Linked DNA regions of Mus musculus: region 2 is linked to region 1. The links are chromatin contacts, called in public Hi-C maps. All regions are on one chromosome and are shown on one strand. Each heading gives the region's core, a stretch centred on a gene start, on an enhancer-like site or on the middle of the called end of the contact. The rest is flanking DNA. Distances are from core to core; before and after follow the strand shown.

What was found. A called contact is a pair of places that touch in the nucleus more often than the background predicts.
Region 2: a contact with region 1 is called in a Hi-C map of the CH12 cell line, with 2.3 times the contacts expected there. The contact joins two enhancer-like sites. A contact is called at or near these places in 1 of 15 datasets of contacts at CTCF or cohesin (CD8 T cells), 56 of 484 Hi-C or Micro-C datasets (the 63-12 cell line, the AML12 cell line, B cells and 41 more), 4 of 115 datasets of contacts at active chromatin or transcription factors (CD8 T cells, T-cell acute lymphoblastic leukemia, bone marrow-derived dendritic cells and 1 more) and 3 of 9 other capture datasets (adipose tissue, liver and pancreatic islet).

What each region holds. Positions count from the first base shown.
Region 1 is chr1:80,413,981-80,420,480 of GRCm38.p6, reverse strand. No RefSeq gene overlaps it. Among named protein-coding and RNA genes, the nearest start is that of Gm38673, 11 kb to the left of the region's middle. Within about 2 kb of position 1,985, at least 53 of the 459 cell types and tissues checked have an H3K27ac peak or open chromatin away from gene starts, as enhancers often do. A contact at or near this core is called in the CH12 cell line, where this site is marked.
Region 2 is chr1:80,492,505-80,498,411 of GRCm38.p6, reverse strand. Gm38673 (a long non-coding RNA gene) reads right to left here. Exons shown (of 3, transcript XR_865573.1): 3 at 310-711. Among named protein-coding and RNA genes, the nearest start is that of 1700016L21Rik, 50 kb to the right of the region's middle. Within about 2 kb of position 1,876, at least 18 of the 459 cell types and tissues checked have an H3K27ac peak or open chromatin away from gene starts, as enhancers often do. A contact at or near this core is called in the CH12 cell line, where this site is marked.

The DNA of each region.
Region 1 (6,500 bases), core at 736-3,235:
TTCAGGGAATCTTAATAAGACAGGTGAAGGGCTCTCGAAGGCCCTCGCAAGGTAAACACGGACCCAAGCATGGCAAATATGGTGCAGGAAGGTTTTACCCTTTTCTTAGCCTCTTCCCTGCTAAACCATTAGATTTCATTTTTTTTAAAGGTAGCCATCTAGGTCTATTCCCTGATTTGGTCACCTACTCATTCCTGAGAATGATCACCAAGCTCCAACTATCAAAACACCAAGGTCCAGTCATCAAAGTTTGTTATCTTGGCTGCCCTAACTAAATTAACCAACCAGAAGTGACCAGTGTGCCCCAGCTCATGCTAACACAGATCTTCCCTTTCCCCCTCTTTTTTTTTAATTAGATATTTTCTTTATTTACATTTCAAATGTTATCCCATTTCCTAGTTTCCCCTCAGAAAACCCCCTATCCCCTCCCCTCTCCCCCTGCTCACCAACCCACCCACTCCTGCTTCCTGGCCCTGGCATTCACCTATACTGGGGCATAGAGCCTTCACAGGACCTAGGGCCTTTCCTCCCATTGATGACCAACTAGGCCATCCTCTGCTACATATGCAGCTGGAGCCATGAGTCCCACCATGTGTATTCTTTGGTTGGTGGTTTAGTCCCAGGGAGCTCTGGGGGTACTGGTTAATTCATATTGTTGTTCCCCCTATGGGGCTCCAAACCCCTTCAGTTCTGCAAAGCTTTTTTCTGCTGTTTCTGCCTAATTCAGCCATCTTGTCTCTGCCTCGCTGAATAAAGGACCCCTTTGCATTTGGGTTGAGCTGAAATTTGGTGTTTGGATGTGCTCTCTGCTTAATCCAAGGTCCAGACTGGAACACTCTACAGTGCTCCTGTCCCTTAAGTAGGATCCTGAGGTCTGTAATAAGAAAAACTATGGCAGACCTGGGATTAAAATCCAAGTGAATGTGTTGACAGCCTATTTTGTAATCATCACTTACATTTAGTTCACATGAAGCATTTCGAAGTGTTAAGAAATCACATTTTTTTAAATCTTTGGGCCAGAGTGAGCAGGGACTGAGCGAGCGTGGTTGACCAGAGCAAGCAGAGATCCTAAATTCAATTCCCAACAACCACATGAAGGCTCACAACTAACTATCTGTACAGCAACAGTGTGTACTCATATACATTAAATAAATAAATAAATAAATAAATAAATCTTTGAAAAAAAAAAAAGAAATCGCACTTTTAAAAAAATGACCTAGAGTTATCCTGAAGAGCCAATTGTGTCATGTGTCCTAACTGGGAAAGGTATCTGCTTGAGATTGTCCACAGTGTGACTGGAAGTCCAATAGACCTACAGTGTTTCTTCTCCTGAGTCAATGCTGGTTCTGATAACCTAAGTGAGGAACTTTTTATATAACTTGCCTCTTTTGATACTCAGAACAAAAACTGAGTGTAACACCATATTTGTTTATGACTACAGAACCAGAACGCTCAAGTCCCCATAACAGATAATGAGAAACACTCCACGGTTGCAAAGCTTGCCTAAGAGACGCAGAGTGTGGCCAACAGAAAACAACTCAGCCCACCCTCCCTGGGCCTGCAGCTCTCAGACAGTAGACCACAAGACTTGACCACCAAAACTGCATGAGCCAGTTCCTCATAGTCAATTGTCATGTATCTCATATAGGATCTGTTTTGCTGTGTGGGAATTCCCCACACAGTAAGACAGACAGCGAGTAAAAGAGAGCAAATCTTTCCAGAGCAAAACCACTGAGAACCTGGTAGCTTCTCCTTGAGGAAAAGTAGGTAGAATTTGCATTGAAGTATAGCTTCTTCCATAATCCCAATAAAATGACATAAGGCATCACCCGCCACTGCCCACAAACCCTTTACAACTTTAACTTCAGTGTTAAGGCATTTGATTTGATCCTCGGAGGTACACTGGGTCTGCCTGAATGCCGCCACTTTATCTTTATGAAAGTTAAAAACAGATTAAAAACTTGGCCAGCTTCTAGCTGATGACTCATCCCTGCCTCAGGAGGTCAAGATGAGGTGGCCGAGGCATCCAATAATTCTGCACAAAGTAAGTATTAAGAGTATTTATTTAGACTTTACATTTCTTCCATATTTCTCTCGGATACGTGCTCATTATTTCTGGAGCGGGTCGCTGGATTTTCTTTCACATTCAACAATTCCCAGTGCTTCTTATGTGAGTGGTCCTTGAGCTAGGTGTTAGGAAATAACGGAGAGCTTTGAAAACACAGTGTTTTCCACATCTAGTTAATGTTTGACTTTTGAAATGTTTATCTCTGAGCTTAGAATCAGTATCTATAAATCATGATAGTACCTTACTGGTATACTCTGGCTGCCATGACTCAGTCACAAGGTGGACCACTGAGACAACAGAAATGTACTAACACATCATTGAGGTCCTTGAGCAAGGAGTAAGAAGAGGGGTTTCTTTCTTAAGGCTAAGAATGTCTGTTCCAAGCCCCTCTCCCAGACTCCAGGAGTTCACCTGCAACCTTTGTCATCCCTTGGAGTGTGAATCTCTGTCTTCACCTTGCCATCGTATTGTCCTCAGTGGCTACATCTAAATTCTTTCTCTTCTGGGGGCAGCAATCATATCCACGCATGGATCCATCCTACTTTAAGACTTCATTATAATTAATTTCACTTGTAGCAATCTCACTTCCAAATAAGGGAATACTTGGGAGTCCTGAATGGTAAATGAGGCCATATGGATTTTAGAGGAACATAGTTCAGCCCATGGTGAGTGCACACCTTTCAAAGCTACACTCAAATTTTAAGGAAGTAGTATCTAGCTTATTTAGCAGTGTGTCTGGCGTTTTTAAGCCCTACTCGGAGCAGAGAATGTAGCTCAGTGGTAGAGTTCTTGCCCAGCATGTGTGAAGGTCTGCACACTAGAAATCAAAGACTGGGATGAACGAGGTAGTGCAGACCTTTAATTCTAGCACTAAGGAAGCAGATCTATGTGATATGGGGCTAGTCTGTTCTACAGCGAGACTTCTAGTCGGCCAGGACTATGTAGAGATCCTGATACAAGGGAGGGAAACAGGGAGAGATATAGAGACAGAGACACAGAGAGGTGGGGGGGGGGGCGAGGAAGGAGAGAGAGGGGGAAGAAAAGAGAGGAAAGGAGGAGAGAGAGGATGTTAATAAATGATAGTCATTTAACTATTACTACATTTCTTCATCTTCCCCAAAATTCCCCCTTACAAAGAAAAGCATACATGTTTTAACAAATGCAGGGGGAAAATATAGCACTTGTACAAACCCTACTGATGCATGCTGGGTCTAAAAGGGTCTAGAAAACAGGGCATCAGCCTCGATGCTCTTCTTGCTTTCTAAGGCAAGTTATTTTTTTTTAATGCTGTTTTTAATTATATTGCCGAGGCCCCAGGGTGCTAAGTCTTCACTGATCTTTTTCCTGTTGTATAATCGTTTTCCAATTGTTTTTCGGGTTTTATTTACTTATTTATTATTCAACTAATAGGATTGTTGAATCCTTTGGAAATGAAGGTAATTTAAAGAGTTTATTGTTTAACTTAATAATTAAAGTCCCTGTGTTCTCTCCCCTAATATGGCACTCCTTTCTTCTGGCAAAGTAAAGACTTGCCATTAAAAGTAAGTAGACTTTCACAAGAGTGATTTTCAGAATAACTCTCTCTCATTATCCCGCAGCCAATTCTCTCCTTTGCATAGAAGCAGAAAGTTACAGCACTTGCTGCCTTTTCCTTTAACCCTCTAGAAGCTTTTTGCTAGCCTGAGAAGTCTCAAAAGACTTCTCGTTTCTTGGCTGTCTGATTAATCAGATATGAGCAGATATAGTAGTTCCTTTCATATGTGAGCTTAACTAACTTGGAAGTGCCCACATCAAAGAAAAAACACACAAAAAACACTAATTCTGGGCTGGGGCTGTAGCTTGATGGTAGAACGCTTGTTTAGCAAGCAAGATACCACAGGGTAAATCCCCAGGGTGAAAAAAATTACTTCTGGCTGTATTTGTAAGGGTATTTCTGGATGAGATTTGCATTTGAGTCAGAGGACCGAGTTAAAACAAATCTCCGTCGCATCATAGGTGGGCACCATCTCCTCCATGGGGCACTGAGAACCTGAATACAATAAAAGATGGAGAGGAGAGGAGAAAACTTCTCATTGTTCCCTCCTTGGCGTAAGTGTGGACAGCTCAGCAACATACACATAAACATATGTTCATTGTAGCCAGACATTTTCATTTCAATGTAGCATTTGCTTTTCCTAATTTTGACTGACTGACTGTCTGTTTGTAAACAAAGAAAGCAAAATCACCTCATGCCTTCACTACATTCATTCATTAATTTTAGGGCTCAGTGGTTAAGAGCACTGGCTGCTCTTCCAGAGGTCCCGAGTTCCATTCCCAGCAACCACATGGTGGCTCACAACCATCTGTGATGGGATCTGATGCCCTCCTTTCACCAGAGAAGAACGACAGTGTACACACACATATTAAATAAATAAATAAATAAATATTTTTTTAAAAATAAGATATTAACAAAGACACTTAGATGAGGAGCAGAGACTGGGCTATAATATCCTTTACACTGTCTTTCTGCTGCTATGGCTGTATAGTAATTTTATAAAATATCAGTGAAGGTCTAAAGCAAGCATGCTGGGAGAAACTGTGTAGTTTTGTAATCCAGCTCACTTCCTTTCCTTTCTCCCTTTACTGTCTCAGATCCCCCAGAAAGTGACCTTGAGATTGGGCTTCCTGTACAAGGGGTAGATTTAAATAGAGGTGGAAATGATTAGGAAAAATAAAGAAGAAGAAGAAGAAGAAGAAGAAGAAGAAGAAGAAGAAGAAGAAGAAGAAGAAGAAGAAGAAGAAGAAGAAGAAGAAGAAGAAGAAGAACTAGAGAAGGAAACCAATTAAGGTACAATTTCAGGCAGAGACCTGTGGGGTGGGGCTGTAATTTCAGCCTGATCCTGCTGGGGAGCTCTGGAGTGTAGGTAACAGGTCAGTTACTCCTGTTGGAGCCAAGGTGATTCATTTTTTTTTCAGATTCTTGCTTTTTTATTATAGTCCAAAGGGTATTGAGTTCTATAAACAGGCAAAATTCTCTAGTACCTCTAGGGTGGTACTCTGCGAAGACAAAATATGTTGGGCACAAAAGAACACAGAGGGAAAAGAAGATTCAGAAACAGTGTAATACAAAAGAATATTTTAGCAGATCCCAGTATTATCCACTGCACCCACCAGACTTTTCTATCATCATCAGCTTCTGTAAAGACAGTTCTTAAAGTCATACTTGAAGCATTGTGGAGAGAAGCTAGCTTTTGCATTGATCAAATACTGTTCTTAATTTTCTACAGTAAGTTTAATACCTGCTCTTCGGCAATACTAAAATGCCAATACTCTAAACTTATTGAAATGTCCGCGGTCATCTGGACTTCAGAAATTCAACAGGAACACTACAACAAAAATCTAGATGCTTCCATAGCTGCCTCTTCTGACTACTGAGGTCAGGAATGTTGAAAAGCTTCTAAAGCTATTCCAGGGCCTGTCTCCAAGTCTCAGGATTCTCTGGGGTCTTAGATCGTTCATTCCCACCTGTACTGGCTAGTTTTGTGTCAACTTGACACAGCTGGAGTTATCACAGAGAAAGGAGCTTCAATTGAGGAAGTGCCTCCATGAGATCCAACTGCAAGGCATTTTCTCAATTAGTGATGGGGGGGGGGGAGGCCCCTTGTGGGTGGGACCATCCCTGGGCTGGCAGTCTTGGTTCTATAAGAGAGCAGGCTGAGCAAGCCAGGGAAAGCAAGCCAGTAAGTAATATCCCTCCATGGCCTCTGCATCAGCTCCTGCTTCTTGACCTGCTTAAGTTCCAGTCCTGACTTCCTTGGTGATGAACAGCAGTATGGAAGTGTAAGCCGAATAAACCCTTTCTTCCCCAACTTGTTTCTTGGTCATGATGTTTGTGCAGGAATAGAAACCCTGACTAAGACACCACCTAATTTATGAGTGAAGAATATTTTTACATCATATTCTACCTCAGCCTTAAATATTTTGTATATACGAAAAGGCATGTGTTTCGAGCATCACAGTACACTGTACATTTACCATGTGCCAAAAACTACAAGCATATTTTAAATCTTGCCACGCTCGACTGTGACCTGAGGTATGATAAATGTAAGGTTACATATATCCATAAACTTTCCTAAGTCAATGATCAGTTTCTCCTCTCTTGTTGAAGAGCTCATATTTTGTGCATAACACCCTCTTTCAAGCATTATACTCTATAGCAAGAAGAGCAGAAAAAGCACAAGGTGGACTAAGGAGGCCAAACAACAATTTGGGCAATTCTTTGAAAAGCTTTCTTTCTGGAGATAAGTCTTGTTTCGATGATGGGAGACAAATTCACCGTGACAATTGCCATCTCCTGAAAAAGCAGAAAGACATTTGCAGAAGTGGGGAGCAAACATCAGATGAGAGTTTCAGATCTCCACTCAGAAGGAAGTCGTGCCTAGAAAAAGAATAG
Region 2 (5,907 bases), core at 627-3,126, 78 kb before region 1:
TGACTGAGAGCTGTGTGGGAATGAAAGTAAGGAAAGAGGTTTGAAAATATGGGGAAGAGCCAGGTGGTGGTGGTATACACAATTTTAATCCCAGCACTTGGGAGGTCTTTGAGTTTGCAGCCAGCCTGGTGTACAGAGTGAGATCCAGGACAGCCAAGAAACAGTATCTGTTAGATAGATAGATAGATAGATAGATAGATAGATAGATAGATAGATAGATAGATGGTAGATAGATAGATAGATAGATAGATAGATAGATAGATAGGTAGATAGATAGATAGATAGATGGTAGATAGATAGATGGATAGATAGATAGATAGATAGATAGATAGATAGATAGATAGATAGATGATAGATAGATAGATAGATAGATAGATAACATGGACAAGGTTATTTAGTATCCTAAGTATTTAAGAGAGTGGACGGGAGCATAAAAAATAGCAAATCTAGTATCTAAGAGCCTCTGTCCCTGCACCCTGGTGGTCCCCTGAAGAAGCACAGTCTTCTCCCTGCAGAGAGTTTATCTGGCCAGTGTGCAACGTGGGAAGAGCTGATGCTCTTGTGGACACAAGAGAGGAGCTGCCACAACTGCTGGACAAGAAAGTAAATTTGAGTTCAGAGCAGAGGCGACTAAAGTGTTCCAGGTGATGCTTCAGGAGTCAGCAAAGGAATTCCCAGGAAAGGGCGACTTGCTCTCATCCTCAGGTGTTCCTGCAACAGAATACATGTGAGAAGAGCTGGTGCTAGGTAAGAAATAATCCGGTAGAGAGATGAGAAATCACAAGACTCAACAGACACCACGCTGAGTACCCAAGGCTGATCTTAAAGTCTTAGAAATGAGAGAGGTCAAAATATTCCCAAATTTCAATGGAGAAAGTAATGGTTTAAGCTCAAATCACTGGGTAAAGCTTCAGACACAAGCTTGAAATAACACTTCTGTGGAGGATTCTCGGGGAAATCTGTTTACAGTTCTATTGCATCAATGGCCTAATGAAACATTCCAACTGGATTCCTAATGTATAAAGGACATGGATGTCTGCGCCATTTATCTGGCTATAGGTAAACCATGGCTTTTGTAGGACATTTGACTGCCATTAGTCAACTTACTAATACTTATTCCATAGAGAGAGTAGATGAGCAATTTCTAAAGAAATAGTGAATCATGGGAAAGTCTGGAGATTGACTTAGATTCTAGGTTTCTTTGCTGTTTCCTTATTTTGCTTTACTTTTGGACAAGGTTTAGGGAATACGGAAAGTCGGTTTGAAAGCACAGGATGGTCCCACAGAAATATTTCTGAGCAGCAAGCCAAGCCTGGAAGAAAGATTCCTTTGGTGTCTCATCTCAGAAAAATTCTCACCAGGCCCATCAAGTTCCACAATGTGGTGGCACACTTTCAGTCTCTTCCTCCCAAAAGGCCATAAAGAAAACATGGATTCCTTTAGACTTACCAGATTGGCTGCTGCTTGCTTAGAGATTTGCAAAATGCAACAACCTTTGACTTTAACACCTAGAACTAAACAAGAAACTTTTCAAAAAAAAAATCATCTACATTAGAATTTTAAGCCTAAGAGTTGGAGATAATGATTTTCAAAAAAAAAAAAAAATCATCTGTCTTAGGGGGAGGGGTGTTCAGGTTCAGCTACCATGCTTGCCTATATGTGTATGGGGAGGGGTGGTAATGTTGATTATGTATAGCCACAGCCTTCCTTAAACTTTTATTTACTGCTTCTGTAGAATAACTTTGATTTCTAACTATGCTGAGTCTTTACTTCGTTTTCTCTTTCTCCTCCTCTGCCTCACTATCATTTCTGCCTTGAATGAGTCAGAATCTCAAGAGGCTATGAATAGGTACCACACCCCAAATGCGGGGATTTCCTAACATCATACATTTGGCAAGAAGAGAACAAGATGTTCTTAAAATGCAAAACGTACAAATGAGTGTAGTCCAGCGAATCCATCCAGCAGTTCCCTGCTCCACAGAGGTGCCCTCTCATACAGCAAAGCATCTGTTTCTGGAGAATACCATGGCAATGTTTTACTCCTCTAACAAGAGCCTCCAACTGGCTTTATTCCCATGTACATCATTAAAAGTTGGATTTTCTCAGTAAGGGATACACATAAAAATACATAGAATACACATAGATATATGAGTACACATGTAAATACATACTTCACATCAAATTTCCTCACATGGGTTGACTATGTTTTTCCCAAGATCCATAGACTTTCAAATAAAAATTAGTAACACAAGGCAAGAGAAACCTCCAATACAGATATCAACAAGAGTTATCCAAGAAACTCCCAAAACATTATAGGCTTTTGTTATGGCCCTTGGTTGCCTCCCAGAGGTTGACGATAAATTCATATTGCTGAAGACACATCTCAGACATAAAACTTCACAGGATCCAAGCTGGATCAACCTGAAAGTCTCCTCCCTGAGAACTAGCATTCATGGTACCAGTATCCAGATAATGTTGCCCGTGAACTAAAACAATAATGAGCATGCCACAATACCCTTAAGGGTACAATGTCAGCATACATACCTTGGTGGAAACCAAAAGCTCTCTAATTGGACTTAAGGTCCATTCAACAAAAGGAAAATTACCTGGAGATAGTGTGGTCATGGTCTTGGAGGAGAACTTTCAACCTCTGCAAAATTAGTAACTGCATTCTAAATATTTATTATTGTACTCATAGATAAGTGTAGCTCTCAATTCTAACACAAAAAACAACAACAAAAGCAAAAACTTTTCTTTGTAGCAATCAAAAGCTGTTACAGGAAACTACAACTGAGCAAAATATAGAGAACAAGTGATCCTGTGGAGCTCAGCCCCAACTGATGCATCTATTACACAATTCCTGCACCTAAGGCTCAGAGAACATTGACGAGGAGGGATCAGAGCGGTTTGAAAAGACAAAGAAACAAGAAGACTGCTATGAGACTGTGTCTCCTAAAAATGTCAGGGAACTACACCCATGAACTCTCAACAACATGGTTGAAAAAGGAAAACCAATAGACATGTTAACATGAAAGGAGAAAACCCAAGGATATCCCAATTCTAGACAAAGAACTACAGGAAACTAAGAAATAGTTAGGGAGACATATTGTCTTCCCCCGAGAAGAGTCTCTCAGTTCCTAGTGGTCAGGCTTGAAATAATATACATACGAGTAATATTATGAAAAATGAGTAGGCTGGAGTTACATATTTAGGAGTGTGTGTGTGTGTGTGTGTGTTGAACAACAAAAAGCCATGAATTCAGAAGAGAGCAAGAGAGTATACACGGGAGGGGTCGGAGGGAGGAAAGGGAAGGGGGAAATGATATTATATTTTCATTTCAAATAAAAATAAAACTTTTAAGGTTGGATTTTCAAATCAAGTTGTTAATATAATAACAACTTAAATTTGAAACTTAAACTTGAACAATAGGTTTCAAGGCTGCCATAGTTATTATTGATTTTTTTCCCACTCTGACCAAATGTGCATCTCCTTTTAGTCCTTTCAGCGAATAGTTAAAAAAAAAAAAAAAAAAGAGAGTACTTTTGACTAAGTGCAATTCAGGGCTCTCCTCTGCAGGTCTTAGAAATAGCTCTTGTCTGGAGTGACAGACAACACTCCCACTCTTTCTCACAAGTATCCTTGAGTAATGCAAGGTTGTTACAGGTGGAAGCCTTGCATCGTCTTAACCAGTTCCATCTCCTAACAGATTTCACGGATGCCTGGGATGTCTGTTTTCTCCAGGATATGATGTGGCCTCTGAAGCCTAAACTGTTTGGCTTAAATTAACAAGCAAGATTTTCTTGGCAGAATCAATGCCTTACATTTTCTACACTATGGCATCTTGACATTAGTAACTGAAATCAGACGTGAAAGATTTCTTGCTTCCAAAACGGGGGAGGGGGGTGGAGTGGGGGGACTGTCACCTTCTCCTGATGTCGCAAAGCATAAGGTAATGAAAAGAGAAATCTGTGAAAGACAGAAAATTAATTGAACCCAAGCATGCAAGTCCTTGGAGGCTGAGACTTCAGTGTTTGCCTTTGGGTTCCAGAGGCAAGGAGAGATCCAGGCATGTGTACAAGTTTCTGCAAAGCTTGCTGAGTTCATGCATAAAAGAATTCACAAATGAGTCTAAAAGAAACCAAAGTTAGACTTCTTAAGGCAACTTCATGCTGACTGATGTCTCTGGTGTCCCCAGTAGAAGTGTTCAGTCAAAGGAGACTGAGAGAACATACATCACTCAGGCTCTGAAGGAGAGTGCCCAGACACAGATGCTCAGCCCTATTGCTGATACACTTGTGACCCTGAGCAAGGATCCACACTGAGCCTCACTTATTTCTTCTGGAAAATGGTACAAACAATGAGTAAGAGGATCAAAACAGAACACAATGTTCATAATTCAGGAACTGGCAGCAGTAAATGCCCTGTATGTGTGAGCTGTAATTAATAGCATGGTAACAAATACAGCTCAAGTGAGAAATTAGGCATTGTGACATCAAGTTGTTTTTAGTAATATTGATTCATATAATTGTAAAATATGTATTTAGTGAATGCATAAATTTAGAAACATGGTAATTCACGCTGTTTCCCCATAAAATCACTGATGAGCACCTCATAGCTATTGTAAGTTCCAGCTTATAAGAGCTCCAAAGGCAAAAATACATTCTTGCAGGGAGCTTGCACGGTGTAGAGAGTATTATAAGTCCCCTAAAGTATTAATAAATGCATACAAATATTGCTCTTTATCTAATGTATCTCCAAGGACAGATGCTACCTCAAGGTATGGATTTATATAAAGTATCTGAAATGTCTCATAAATGATGACAGTAGATTCAGAATAATTGTCCACAAGGAACATAAATGCACAAAAGCTTACTCTGTGAGATCCAGCTAGATGGAGCAGTTTCTGAGATAAAGATGTTTCTTGATGTCAAAAATAATTTGGAACAGGATTTGCCTTCTATGTCAGGTCAATGTGATCTTCCTTGGTGACAAAAACTAGGAGTATATGAAATTTAATATCACTTTAAAGGTGCAGAGGCTATGTAAAAGCAAGAAGACTGCTCTATAATCCTGGCCTGAAAGGTATTTCAGAGGTCGAAATCTGACACTTATTGAATTAATGTCTTCAGCAATAATTTATTTTAACCAACACCCAATATCTGGCTCAAAATGGAATTCTGGTCTTGGTAGAGCAATGCTAGAGAGAACTAAGAGGATGTACATGTTCACGTATTGCTATAAAGAAAATGAAAAACCAAATTCAAATTGAGAAGATAAAGACCTAAGAGCATATAGGAGGAACCTAAAACACACTGAATTCTCTATTGAAAAGACCAACACATGCACATACATGTCCACATGTATACAGACTACTAACAAGACAGTTGTGACCATAGAGCCAGAAAAATTATTTTCTGTTTTAATGATGCTCCATTCTATAAACAGGATTATTCATAACATCCACCTCCATACCAAGAGAGCAAGAACTCACACACAACACATGAACTGCTCAAACCTAGTCACATTGTTCACTGTGGACTATGAACTAAACACATTGGAGTACATAAGTTGACACCATATGGGCCTCCTCCCACCCAGTCCACTCCGATTAAAATCAGAACTCAGCCAGGATGCTGTGTAACACTCCTAAGGACCACTCCTAAGGACTTTACGAGCTACATAGAATCTACTTTAACTCAACACTGATGTCTTTACTTGTGTCCTTTTGTGGTGCACTGGGAGACTTGGAAAAGAAGAGAACTGGAGAAGAAAATAAAGAGCAGAACCAAGAATAGAGTGGAGTGCCTAGCCAGTCTTGGACAACCTATGGTTCTAAATAGAAAGAAAACATATAAGTTCATTTCACTTAAGCCAGTATTGTTCCTGTGTCTTTATTAACTTCTTTGT